Linked DNA regions of Mus musculus: region 2 is linked to region 1. The links are chromatin contacts, called in public promoter capture Hi-C maps. All regions are on one chromosome and are shown on one strand. The core of a region is the stretch at or near the end of the contact, and the rest is flanking DNA. Distances in the headings are between cores, read along the strand shown. Region 1 holds the start of Barx2 (BarH-like homeobox 2). Region 2 overlaps Arhgap32 (Rho GTPase activating protein 32).

Region 1 (6,014 bases), core at 3,200-5,699:
CCAGTGCTCTTAACTGCTGAGCAGTATCTCCAGTCCTCTTTCTTGAAAAAAAAAAACATTGTTGTTTTATACTGTGACCACAGTCTCCCCTCTCTCCTTTCCTCTCAATTCTCCCTACATCCCTTCTTCCCCAGCCACTCTTTCTCTAATTTACTGAACTTTTTCATCTTGGCATTAATGCTTAGTGCTTTATAGATACAGCTATTGCCTTTTTTATTTTCCAGTTTGAACTTGGCTTTTAGGAATTGCATGATGGCTCTACTCCATTCTTTGTAAGCTCATTGGTCAAGTGGATTGCATTTGTGGCCTCTCTTTAAAAGGTGCCTTGCAGTGTATGAGCACAATTTTGTAAATTAATATCATCATTAGAAAATAGGCTGACCTCCTTGTATACTCCCTGTAGCTTGTTATTCGTGCAGCCTGGTCGGGCTGCACAGACAGCAAGAGGTTTTGGCATGAATCTGGGGCCCAGGGGAGTATTAACTTACAAGGCTTTCCCTATTTTGCTTTTACATATCTGAAAGTATTTCAGAACTTAGTGGCTGAAATACAAGTTATTAAATACACGTGGCCAGACTATAAGAAATGCTTTTCTGCCCTCTAGGTCCCCTTTGAAGAAAAGGTAGCTGAGAAATGAACTGGTGTCTTTGTCATAATTACACCTGATTGCAGTATAATCAAGATTATAAAAGGATCCTTAGCTAAAAGTCAAGGTGGGTCCTACATGGAATTTAAGTGTCATATTTGGGGGTTAGAAAAATCCTTTCATGAAACTTCAACAGTTCTTGGTGAATGGAAGATAAAAATCAGAAGGAAAACTTTGGTTTTCAGGTCACCCAGCCCAGTTTTTATTCCAGTCCCCTTCTCTTATGCTGAGCTGTCTTAGGAATCAGAGGCCAAATTGGGGAGTGGGTGTGTGATCCTGGGAAACCTGTCCTTCAGAGTGTGAATTTTTCTCACCGTGTATGCTCACTGCTCAGTGTAAACAGTCTGGCCCTCTCCATGTGTGTTCCTCTGCGGTCGTCGGGGTCGGTCGCAAGGGCAGACACTGACCGAGTATGATGCCTGGACACTGAAGAGTGTCTGCCAGTCTCCAGCAGCTGGAGAAGGTTTGAGCCCCTCTGGCAGATGTTTCATGTTCCAGCCACTTCATTAACGTTGGAAACAAAACCCCCACTACTCTTCTGACCAAGGTCCCACTTGTGATTGACAGCTGGGGTGTGCTTCCTCCCAGTAGGGATGCTTTGCAATCTAAGTGTGGCGCAGAGAGGGTGAAAAAAGGGGAGCTTGAAGGGGGGAAAAAAGAAAATAAAAGAAATTGGGCTACATGCCATTGTTCAAAGCTCAAAATTAACAAGGAAAGGGGAGAGACTCATTTAAAGAGAAAGACAAATTTAGTACAACTAATTAAGAGTTGATGTCCCATCAAACACATTATTTAATTTTATTTCCAGAGCTTCCATACAATCATGTGTTCATGGCACATTCACTGAGAAGCGACCATGTGTCAGGCACTATATGATGGTAGGGGGTGAATAATGTTCAATAAGGCATCGGCCATCAGGAATTCACTATCCATCGGGTGAAATAAACAAAGAGCACACTGACAGAACTGCTGGGATAGGGGCAGGAACAGTAAAGGACAAGCTTAGGGATGAGACGAGGCTGCTCGAGAGGAGGTTGTATTTGGATGTGTCTCTGGTTTTTCTGGGCAAAGAAGAGAGGGGAGGGGTGGCAGAGCATTCCAATTAAAGGCAAGGCTTGTAAAAGGCCAACCCTGTGAAGTAGAAATTAGGATTACCGTTTGGAAATGAAAAGCCAAGGTCAGTTTAGGGAACGAATACCAGACAGCCAAAGACTCTAGGCTCCAAGATTCAGGGCTGCTTATTCCTTCCTTCAGCGGGAATTTGTTCTTCCAGTCCCCTTCCTTCCTTGTAGGGGGGGGTAAAAAAGAGAGAGAAAGTTTGTAAGGCACCGATGGGGGATGCTCTCTACTTCTTTGGCTATCAAAATTCACTAGCTTTCAAGCCAAATTGACAGGAGGGTTTAAGTGAATTTTGTGCCTGAGGCTCTATGGGAAGAAGGGAGCAGTAAGACGACAGAATGAGGCCCCACTTGGAAAGACTTGTCATGGGGCCAGTCCATTCCTGCAGACTGGGCTAGGAGTTCAAGCACTTGGTCTGTCTAAGAGCTTCCCTGGGTACGGGTTCACAAATGCCACTCCTGACTCGAGTTTGGAGAGAGAAAAGGTGGAGAGGGAGAAAGAAAGGGAAGAAGAAAAAGAAACAAGCATGCATTATGGGGGGAAGAACGGAACGAAGGGCAGAAGTAAGGAAAGAGAAAAAGGAGCCCAAACTTAGAAGCCCCAAAGGCGAGTACCAACGAGGGAAAGGGAGAAATGAGAGGGGTAAAAAGAGGGAAGAGCCAAGAGAAAGAAAGAAAAAAGGTTGAAGGACAGGAGTGCAGGACAGAGACAGGGTTACCGATAGTGAGACCCAGAGCGCACGCCTTCGCGAGACCACTCCGGAACCTGCTAGCCTAAGCGCAGCGGCACGCTCAAGCTCCGGCCCTGAGGCCATTCGGATGCCGGGCTCCGAGCGCTGCAAGCCGGTCTCCCTGTCGCCTCCGTCAGACTCAATTCCCGCCAAGCACTTAGTTTCTTCGTGGCTGCCTATGGTGCGGCATGGCACTGTACGGGTGACTCAAGAGAGCAGCGCCTCAGGATTAGCACGGCAGCGAGTGTTGCGCTGGGTCCCTGGCCCCTGGCTCCTCGCGTAGCGGGTCGAGGCGACCGGTGGCGCACCCCGACAGGTCCTAGGCCCTCCGTCCTCCACAGCAGATAGTCCACAGAGTCCAGGGATAAAGGCAAGGACCTCAGCCTCTGGGGTACCTAGCTGCAGTGCTGGCTACCTATGTCTGGTACAGCAGAAATAAAAGCAATCTCAAGAGTTAAGAAGGAAAGAGAAATCAGGCAGAGGCAGACACACGAGAAATAAAAATCATTAATACGAGCTGATGCCCACAGCAAACGCTCGACTATGATTCAGTCTATTAATGCCTATTTTCTTTAAGTGTTTAATCATTAGTTCAGCAAGTTTGTTCCTTAGCGAGTTTAACCACCGGCCCAGGTGCGCGTCCCGACTTGCTTCCGCGGCTAACCATGCTCGGAGCGCGTAGCCACGGGATCAGTCGCACCGTGCGAGCGTCAGGCAAACACCATCGGCTGTTTTGTCCCAAATTCTGTGTCCCCGCTGTCCGTTTCTTTTCCAGCTTGCGCACACCACTTCAGGGGCACAGTCTTGGGGGCTGGGAGTGCACCCGGAGGTCGTTTCCCACGGCCGGCCGGCCGGCTGGAAGAGTCACTGACAGCAGGAGCTGTCCTAGGCGCTTAGGTGCGGGCCGGACGCTCTAACGCAAGGATTGTGGTTAGGAACAAAGTTCGTACAGACATTGGTAGGAACAGATTCTGAGATTAGGACGCTAGGAAGAAAGAGGCAAACCATCCCCCAATACCAGAAGTGTGTTATACCCCGGAATGGAAAGCGGGATTGGGCACTAGGAAAAGCCAGAATTTGGGCTAACTTTGGAAGGGCCGCGGGCACGTCGCGATCCCGCTGTTTTGGCCCTTTCTGGCAAAAGAAAACCGTTGTATGAACAGAATTTAAACACACACTCACACACACCACATTACTACCCTAGTTTATAATTGGGATAACGGAGTGTGCTAAATTCATTTGTAGTTTGGGGTCGTAGTGAGGCAATCAAGTTTGCAACCTTGGAGCAAATGCCCCACCTCGGGAGCGCACGGCTGCAGCGCGGGCTTCGGAGCTGTGGGCTGGGTTGAGAGAGGACACTGTGGTTTAGGGAAATGGCCCAGCGGGGACAAGTGAGGCTCGGTGGTCGTCGGAAAGCGCGCGCTCTGGAGCCCGGAGCTTCGCGATTCTGGATGAAGATGCCACTGCTTTATGGCAAGAGGTGTGGACATAGCTGCCTATAGGGTTGCGGGGGCGGAGGGGCGGGAGCGGTGCCCCCTTTAGCAGGACTGGCGCTAAGGGAGGACAGAGGGGCGATGCGACTCGGAAAAGTGGCGGCTAGACTCCTGAGTCCCTGGAGAAGGAGGCGCGCGCCCGCAGTCCTGCGCGTGCACACACACACACGAGCGCGCGCACACACCCGTACACACACCTGGAGCTGGGGGAGGGGGAAAGGAGAACCGGAGCGAGTGTCTTAAAATAGAGCCGCCTGGGGAGCGCTCGACTCTCGGATCGGCGGGAGGCAGCGGGCAAGAGCGGTCGGACCCGGGGTGCGCAGGTCAGCACCCCAGCCGCACGGGCGCGCAGGGGCGGGGTAGCGGCCGACGCCCCTCGGCTCGCGCTCCGCACCTGGCCCTGCAGGAAGTGCGCGCTGATTGACAGCTGCGGTGTCCCAAAAAGGCTGTAGTCAAAGATGCTGCTCGGCGGGTGGGTGTAGACGCAGCAGGCGCGCCCGTGCCCTCTCTGCTTTGCGCGCCTCCCCGGGCCCCGCCGCCCCTCTGGCTGCCGAGGAGCGGGGCTCAGGCCCCAGCCAGCGAGCCACCTCCTGCGGTCCCGGACGGCCAGGCGCTCGCCGCGCTCAGGTCGCCAGGCTCTGGTCCCGGCTCACCATGCACTGCCACGCGGAACTGAGGCTGAGCTCACCCGGCCAGCTCAAAGCAGCCAGGCGGCGCTACAAGACTTTCATGATCGATGAGATCCTCTCCAAGGAGACCTGCGACTACTTTGAGAAACTTTCCCTCTACTCTGTGTGCCCGTCGCTGGTGGTGCGACCCAAGCCCCTGCACTCTTGTACCGGTAAGACAACCGCTGGGCGATATAGTGGGCTGCTGTACTTTTGCCCGTGTGCGGTCGCCTCTGCTTTCCAACCTGAGAGCCAGAGGGACCAAAGGATTCTTTTCCTGCGTCCTTGCAAGAACAGACTCGCCCGCCAGTGGTGGGCATTCAAAAGCGTTTGCAACCGGGCCTGGGCAGGTACTGCTCCCTGGATGGGAGATGAGTTAAGACCAAGTGGTCCTTGGAGTGAGACGCCAATGTAGCATAACTGTCCTGGCTTCTTGGAGAAAGCGTCCTTCTCCCTGGCACTACCGGGGGTTTTAGTGAGAAACTTCAAACACTTGAACAGATTCAGTGCCTAGGCGGTTTCACGCAGTGAGCTTGTCAGTTTCAACTTTAATTTGGTGGTCTCATCTTTCACCTAGAGTTAGATTGCCCAGCCTCTTTTGTAATTTTACAGGTAAATCGGTTTCATGGGCTTCAAAATAAACTTGTGACTACATCAAACTTTACTTAAAATGATTGCCCTCAGGAAAGTAGTTTTGGGCTGTGCTGAGTTTTGACACAAGCAGAAAGGATAAACCCCTTGTTTGTTTTAAGTGACTAAAACCAACACTAGTAACAGTTTTTTTAAAAAAAAAAAAACCCTCAAACCTGGTTTCCTCTGTCCACAAAAACTAGACCAATAGGAAGGAAACAGAGAATTTAGTAATTACATTGAAAAAGTAGATCTGTAGGAAATCAATCCAAAGACATTTAAAACAGGGTGTACATTTAGAGAAGCTCTGGGTTTCAAAGTTCCCTGGCAGATGGGGATCAGGCTACAAAAAAGTTAGGTGGAGCTAAAACAGTTGAAAATATTTTCAAGGAAGTTCTTGACTGTGCTTTCCACTGAGAGCAAACAAGTGCTTTGGGCCTTTGGTTCTGTGCTTGCTGTATGACTGCCATGAAACAAACTCACGAAATTATAATTGGAAAAATGGAAGTGTGTGCCCACTGCAGTGGTTCCCAGACTTCTTTTCTGAACTTCGGGGATAAAAAGCTGCTAAATGTAATACTTGGAATTCCATCTCTCCCACGGTCCAGCCATGCTAGTCACTAAGTCTAAATAATAAATATGGGGAGAGGTTTTTCCCAAATCAAGTTACTCCTACATTTGGCCATAAAATGAATATTTCACTTCTTTCAGCAAGGTAGTTTTAGACT
Region 2 (6,752 bases), core at 2,999-5,498, 240 kb before region 1:
TAACACTAACTAAAGCCTGTAATTACATTCTATATGCTTATCAATAGCAGCTTTGGTTTTGTTTTAAAATCAGAGTCCTCAAACACTTATGTCTTGTTACATAATGCCAGCATTTTAAATAATCTTCTCAATTTTGCTATATCTCTCTAGAATACTATTCCTGATGTCTGTGAGATGTATTGGAACCTCAATATTGTAGAAAAACACACAGACACAAACACACACACCTACACACACCTCTACACACACACACACACTCCTACACATACAAAGTAAGTTTACCAGGAAAGAATTGTAAAGCTATGCAAGCAAAAAAGTTAAGTCACTCAAGCACTTAATAGTCACAAAATGAAAAGTAGGTTTAGTACTAGCTTCTTTAATGACTCTTCTGTAACAAAATTATCATTTGTGGTTTGAAGGAGAATGGTCTCCAAACCTCACGTTTGAATACTTATTCTGCAGTTGATAGAACTCTTTGGGATGGAAAGGGGGAACTGTTTGAGAAGGAAAGGGAGGATGGTCTTGTTGGAGGAAGTGTGACACTGGGAGTGGTATTTGATGTTTCAAAGGCCCATGGTGCTCCCAGTTAGTGTTCCCTCCCCCCACCCCCACCCCGCGTCCTGGTTATTGTCTTAACATGTAAGTTCTCAGCTACTGCTCCAGTATCATGTCTGCCTACTGCCATGCTCCCCATCATGACGGTTATGGACTCTACTACCCTTTAGAACCGTGAGCCCCAAATTAAACGATCTCTATTATAAGCTGTCTTAGTCAAGGTGATTCTTCCCAGCAATAAAAAGGCATAAATGCAAGTTTAAACAAACAAACTACCCTTTGTTTGGCAACTCACAGTCATGTGTTAAAAATCTCTGTTGCATCTTAAACTGTCAATTATCTGAAACAGAGTATCCTGAGCTTTCATAAATCTTACAGATCAAAACCACCTAACTAGGCTTTAAGATGCAATTAGGAAAAGTAGCACACTGTGACACATAGAATCATGCCTGGATGACTTCCTTCTGGACAACACACAACTGAATTAGCAGGTGAAGAACTTGTGGTGTGTAGAAATCAAGGTCTTTTTTTCTATTCTACTATCTTGACAAACAAAATGGAAAACAGCTTTTGTTGCCCTGGGATAACAGTTTTTTTTAAAAAATAATTACAAGCTGCCCCCTTTAAAGCTTTCGTTTTTCACACTAAGCTGCTGGTGACTTATCAGCAGAGTGTTCCATCTGATGCCAAGGGAGACTGTTGAGGGCAATAATAGCCAAGACATTAGAATCAAGTGCAAGCACTGAGGTCTTCCAGATTTCAAAACTCAACAGTGATTGATTTAAACAAGGTAGTGGCAGCAAAGCTACAGAATTTCAGAACACAAAGCGACCTTGCAAGTCCATGGACAGAAGAACATGAGAACAAACAAGAAAAGCAAAGAATCCCTAACTGATACACATTAGTGTGGGGATTAAAAGGATATGTCAACTTGGCATTGAGTACTAATAAACAGGAAAGAAAAAATGTATATCAATCAATAAATACCAAAATAACAAATATCACTTATCTCAATTCAGAATATAAGAAATGTTTCAAATATACCTGTATGCTGCCAAACTCCACGTTCTCATAATGAAAATGTGCACATTCAGCCATCTTTGGAAAGTGTCCCTTTGTGAAGGGTAACCTAAAATACATGAAAGTAAATATGAAACAAGATAGTTGACTACTAAAAATTAGTCGAAAGATCAAGGATTTCAAAGCTCATGCAAGCAAAAATACTTGATAAGCACATGCATGTGAGTCACAAACACACACAGACCTGTTCAGAAACACATGGAACCAGATGAATACTGCACTGAGTGGATAGATATGAACCAAAAAATAAAACATTAAGCCTCTTAATCTTGCCTCAAATCAATGCTCATAGAAAAGCCATACTTTGGGCAAAGTAACTAGAATGTGCCAGCTTCTGCAGGGAAGCAGAATTCACAACACAAAGCACAGCAGAGTTTACCTGTGAATGTTGTCACAGCCCATCAGTCCAGGAGGGGTGGACCTGGGTACAGAACGAACATTTTATCCTTGTCTTCCCTAGGCTTACACCTGAGGCTTATGTCCCTGTCTAGTCCTCCTTTACCAAGGGAAACCCTGGGTTTCCTGTTAGAACTCCATGGGAGCCAGGTGTGCTGGCACACACCTGTAATACCAGCACTGGAGAAGCAGTGGCAGCCAGATCTCTGAGAGTTCAAGGCCAGCCTGGTCTCCAAATTGAGCTCAAAGGTAGGCAGGATTGTTACACAGAGAAACCCTATGGGGGGGGGGGGGCAAAGATTCAGGTATTCTATATTACAATAAACTCTAGATATCTCCTTCAGAAAAACAAACCTAGGGTTCCATAATTCAACCGAAAAGGCGGACTTTCCTTAATAAATGAGATTATGCATTAGAGGTTAAGAGGCCAGCTCTATACGTTCTCGTTAGACAACTGCAACCTAGTAAACAACAATATAGAAGGATGAAAATACGTATTTTTAGGAAAGTGAGTTGCATATAGACCTGTTCAGTTCATTGTTGAATTACAATGTGAGACTTAACAATATAAGTTGTTACATGCATAGAAGACTCTGATCTAGTTAAACTATTTCTAACAAATGAAGGCCTGCCACCCGTTTGTAGGACCGCGCTTGGAGCCCGCCCTGGAAGCACTCACTTCTTCACATGCTTAACCTTCGTGCTCGCTGTACTGCCACAGGACTTAAGAGTCAGGTCTCCAGGGATCTCAGGGACATCTGCTCCTCTTGCCTTAGGAAGAAAGAAACAGAAAAGCTATGGTGAGCCTGCTAGAGTTGAGACGTCTCTTATGAAAACAGACTACAGATACATTTTCACTCGTTCTTCTCAACCTGTACTAATAGAAACATGTTTTGATTTTATATATTTTCCTTTAAATTATGAACTTACTTGACCACTAGCAATTCAGAATAAGCTAACAGAAATATTAAATTTAAATACCTGAACTTACCGCATAAAAGAAAGTTTACTGTAAAAATAAATTCGAGTTCATATCATAAAATTTTATAATCAGCAATTAAGATTCTCAATATAAACTAAAACATCTCCTAGAAATTACTGAAATGAGATAAACCTGGTTACATTATAATTACAAACCAAAGTTTAAAATGATACTATGGGGCTGGAGAGATGGCTCAGCAGTTAAGAACGCTGACTGCTCTTCCAGAGGTCCTGAGTTCAATTCCCAGCAACCACATGGTGGCTCACAACCATCTGTAATGGGATCTGATATCCTCTTCTGGTGTGTCTGAAGACAGCTACAGTGTACTCATATACATAAAAATAACTAAATCTTAAAAAAAAAAAGATAAGTGTCACTACCATCTAGTGAGACCCATTTAACAGGTCCTATTAACAGTGGAGCAACGGGTATTTCTCATTTCAAATCCTGAAGGCCATATGTATGCCAACATACTCCTCAGTCTACCCCAGTTCTCAGAGAGGATTATGAAATTTAGTGAAACATTCAGGTGTCTAATTAAAAACATCTAAAAGCAAGAATTTTGTAGCAGTCTGGGGGAAAAAACAAAATTTAGGCGGGCGTGGTGGTACATGCCTTTAATCCCAGCACTTGGGAGGCAGAGGCAGGCACATTTCTGAGTTCGAGGCCAGCCTGGTCTACAGAGTGAGTTCCAGGACAGCCAGAGCTATACAGAGAAACCCTGTCTCGAAAAACAAACAAACAAACAAAATTTAAATCCAAGTATCTATCATAAGTAAATCCATGCTTAAGTCTAGATCAGAATATTAATGCTTAATACAAGTTAATCCTGAGAACAGAAAAGCAGAATATGTCACCTGGCTCAGCATTATCAGACTGCACAACTCAAGGTATGCTGAGAAGAAAATTACAACCTTCCACAGCCTTAAAAAGGACAATGACAAAATCTAGGCAGTGTAAACTGGACTTAGACTCACGGTCTTCCTGCCTTAGCTTCCTAACTCAAGAATCACAACCTTAACTACATTTCTTTCTTATGAAAAAACTGGTCAGTGTGTGTGTGTGTGTGTGTGTGTGTGTAAGAAAGAGAGAGAGAAAGACAAAGAGAGAAAGAAATAGACAGAGAGAGAGAGAGAGAGGAGAGAGAGAGAGAGAGAGAGAGCGCGCATGTGTGCGAGTGTAAGGAAACAGTTCACTCCTCAGCTGTGACATCACACACCACACACTTTTTCATCTCTGGTCTGCGTCTGCACGTTAGTGAGAACTGTGCTGTCTCTTTCCCTCCGCTGCTGGCTACAGGGCTGGTATCACTTGGAGCCATCTGTTGAGGTTTCTGGTCATTGTGAAGTATCCTCTTCCTTTGCTACTCTCTTCTCTCTTCTGTTATGGATAGAAAGTGAAAACTGTGCGATCTATTAATATATTCAGTGAAATAAAAATGTAGACCACAAAGTCAGTGTCTCTAAGCCAACAAAACAAAACAAGCTCTAAGCCTTCAAGACAGATGAGGCAACCATTTAGGCAACTTCACACAAAAGTTGGTTGAGTAATGGTTTCACTGGCCACCAGACTATAGGTCAAATGCTGTAGGACTGAATTTGTAGGTCCCTGATTTTTATAGTAACTTTTAATGGACTGTGGCCATGTTTGGTCCGAGTTGGGAAGCTGCCTGAACATTGTGGCTCACGGGCCTACAGCATGCACCAGATGGCCCTGTAAGAATACGTTTGCCAACTTGTCTAGTAGATGATTCCCTCATCTTCCTTTTTTTAAATGGTTTTATGTTGATATTTAAAGATATTTTAGCATGGGAATAGGTGATGACGGATAAGAACTGGTGAGATAATAATTGGATGTGGGGTAGTGGGCTGTGAGAGAAAGCCTGGTAAGATGGAGCTAAGGCTAGAAGCCTCAGGGACCCTGAGGAGCTTTGCCTCCTCCTAGCACCCAGCCCCTGACATGTACCCACAGCCCCCCATGGAGAGATTTGTGGCCATTAGTCACATAGAGGTAGCACCCCAAGCCCTCCCACATGTAGATGAGGCATCTCTAACCTCTCAGACCAAGCCAATAGGAAGCACCTACTTTCAGACCCCAACCCACCCCAAAACTGTATATAAGACCCTACCCAGAAGGAACAAAGGTGTAAGAAGTACTGCTTCATCTGAGAGCGTCTGTCATAAGAGCTGCAACACTGGCAGGGAAGAGAACTGCTCCCCCAAAACTTCCACCACCAGAAGCTCCCCCGCACTGCCCTTGCTGGCTCTCAGCCTTCCACTGGCTAAGCCCTACTCAGGTCAGTGCAGCCAGTGCAGTCTTGGAGCAGCAGCAGCACAGGGGGCAGCGGCAATCCCCCTCCCTGCCTGTGCCCTGTCCCTTTAAAGACTTTTAAAATTTAATGAAAATGAAGGCACAACATATCAAAACTTATGGGACACAATGAAAGCAGTGCTAAGAGGAAAACTCAGAGCTCTGAGTGTCTCCAAAAAGAGCATACACTAGCAGCCTGACAGCACATCTGAGAGCTCTAGAACAAAAAGAAGCAAACACACCCAAGAGGAGTAGACAGCAGGAAATAAACAAACTTAGGGTTGAAACCAACCAAACAGAAACAAAAAGAAGTATACAAAGTATCAACAAAACCAGGAACTGGTTCTTTGAGAAAAATCAACAAGATAGATAAACCCTTAGCCAGACTAACCAGAGGGCAGAGACTGAATTTCCACATTAACAAAATCAGAAATGAAAAGGGAGATATAACAATGGAAACAGGAAATTCAAAAAATCATCAGATCCTACTACAAAAGCCTATACTCAACAAAACTGGAAAATCTGGATGAAATGGACAATTTTTGTAGACAGATACCAAATACCAAAGTTAAATCAGGATCAGATAAACCATCTAAACAATCCCATAACCCCTAAAGAAATAGAAGCAGTCATGAAAAGTCTCCCAACCAAAAAAAGCCCAGGACCAGATGGTTTTAGTGCAGAATTCTATCAGACCTTCAAAGAAGACCTAACAGCAATACTCTTCAAACTATTCCACAAAATAGAAACAGAAGGAACACTACCCAACTCATTCTATGAAGCCAGGTTCACTGCCTGTTCTCCCTTGGAGGAGGAATGGTTTCTGTCTAATCAGGAACCTGTCACAATTTCCTTTCATAGAGGATTTCATAAGAGATTTTTTTTCTACTTCTATCATGTTTAATGTTCAAATAAATTTTAAAAACTGGTTGAGTGTATATTACTTTTAGCTTCAGAAGATATCATGTATATTTAAGAGGCATTTAACTATTATAAATTACTCTGATGACTTAAAAATGTCAATACTGAGTTGTATATTTTAAAATAAATTTTATTAGTTTAATAAAAAATTGGCTGAACCCTAACAATATGTACATACAAACAAAAAATATATAACAGAAAAAGATCAGACTTCAATGAGGACATCACTAAAGATAAGATCTAACAATGAGCAAGAATATGAAGTAGTCCTAGATGAAAATAACCATCACAGAAGCAGAAAGGATCATGTGGGATTCTATTAAATATGCAAAAGAAGGCAAATACAAACGGCACATCCATGGTGCAGGATTTCTTGTATGGGAGTGATAGATACACCTGGTAGAAAAGGTTGACTGAGAAACATTCAAGAGTTTCCTGAATTTTACATAACATCCTATTTTTGAATCTTGATCTTGTTCATATTTGGAGAAAACAAGTAAAATTATAT

Evidence for each region. Promoter capture Hi-C pulls out the DNA fragments that hold promoters and counts their contacts.
Region 2: a promoter capture Hi-C map of hematopoietic stem and progenitor cells shows a contact between it and region 1, with 2.0 times the contacts expected there. The contact joins the enhancer-like site here to the promoter of Barx2 in region 1. A contact is called at or near these places in 13 of 39 promoter capture datasets (the 3T3-L1 cell line, 3T3-L1-derived adipocytes, cranial neural crest and 9 more), 1 of 15 datasets of contacts at CTCF or cohesin (embryonic stem cells), 4 of 484 Hi-C or Micro-C datasets (DN3 thymocytes, the HL-1 cell line, cerebral cortex and 1 more), 7 of 115 datasets of contacts at active chromatin or transcription factors (astrocytes, bone marrow-derived macrophages, embryonic basal ganglia and 3 more) and 2 of 9 other capture datasets (adipose tissue and embryonic stem cells).

Annotation. Positions count from the first base shown.
Region 1 is chr9:31,911,720-31,917,733 of GRCm38.p6, reverse strand. It overlaps Barx2 (BarH-like homeobox 2), which reads left to right and starts at 4,449. Exons shown (of 4, transcript NM_013800.2): 1 at 4,449-4,829. The coding sequence starts at 4,643.
Region 2 is chr9:32,147,972-32,154,723 of GRCm38.p6, reverse strand. It overlaps Arhgap32 (Rho GTPase activating protein 32), which reads right to left. Exons shown (of 23, transcript NM_001370958.1): 3 at 2,711-2,802; 4 at 2,015-2,056; 5 at 1,600-1,684. Among named protein-coding and RNA genes, the nearest start is that of Arhgap32, 120 kb to the right of the region's middle. Within about 2 kb of position 4,248, at least 72 of the 459 cell types and tissues checked have an H3K27ac peak or open chromatin away from gene starts, as enhancers often do. A contact at or near this core is called in DN3 thymocytes, adipose tissue, hematopoietic stem and progenitor cells and 1 more, where this site is marked.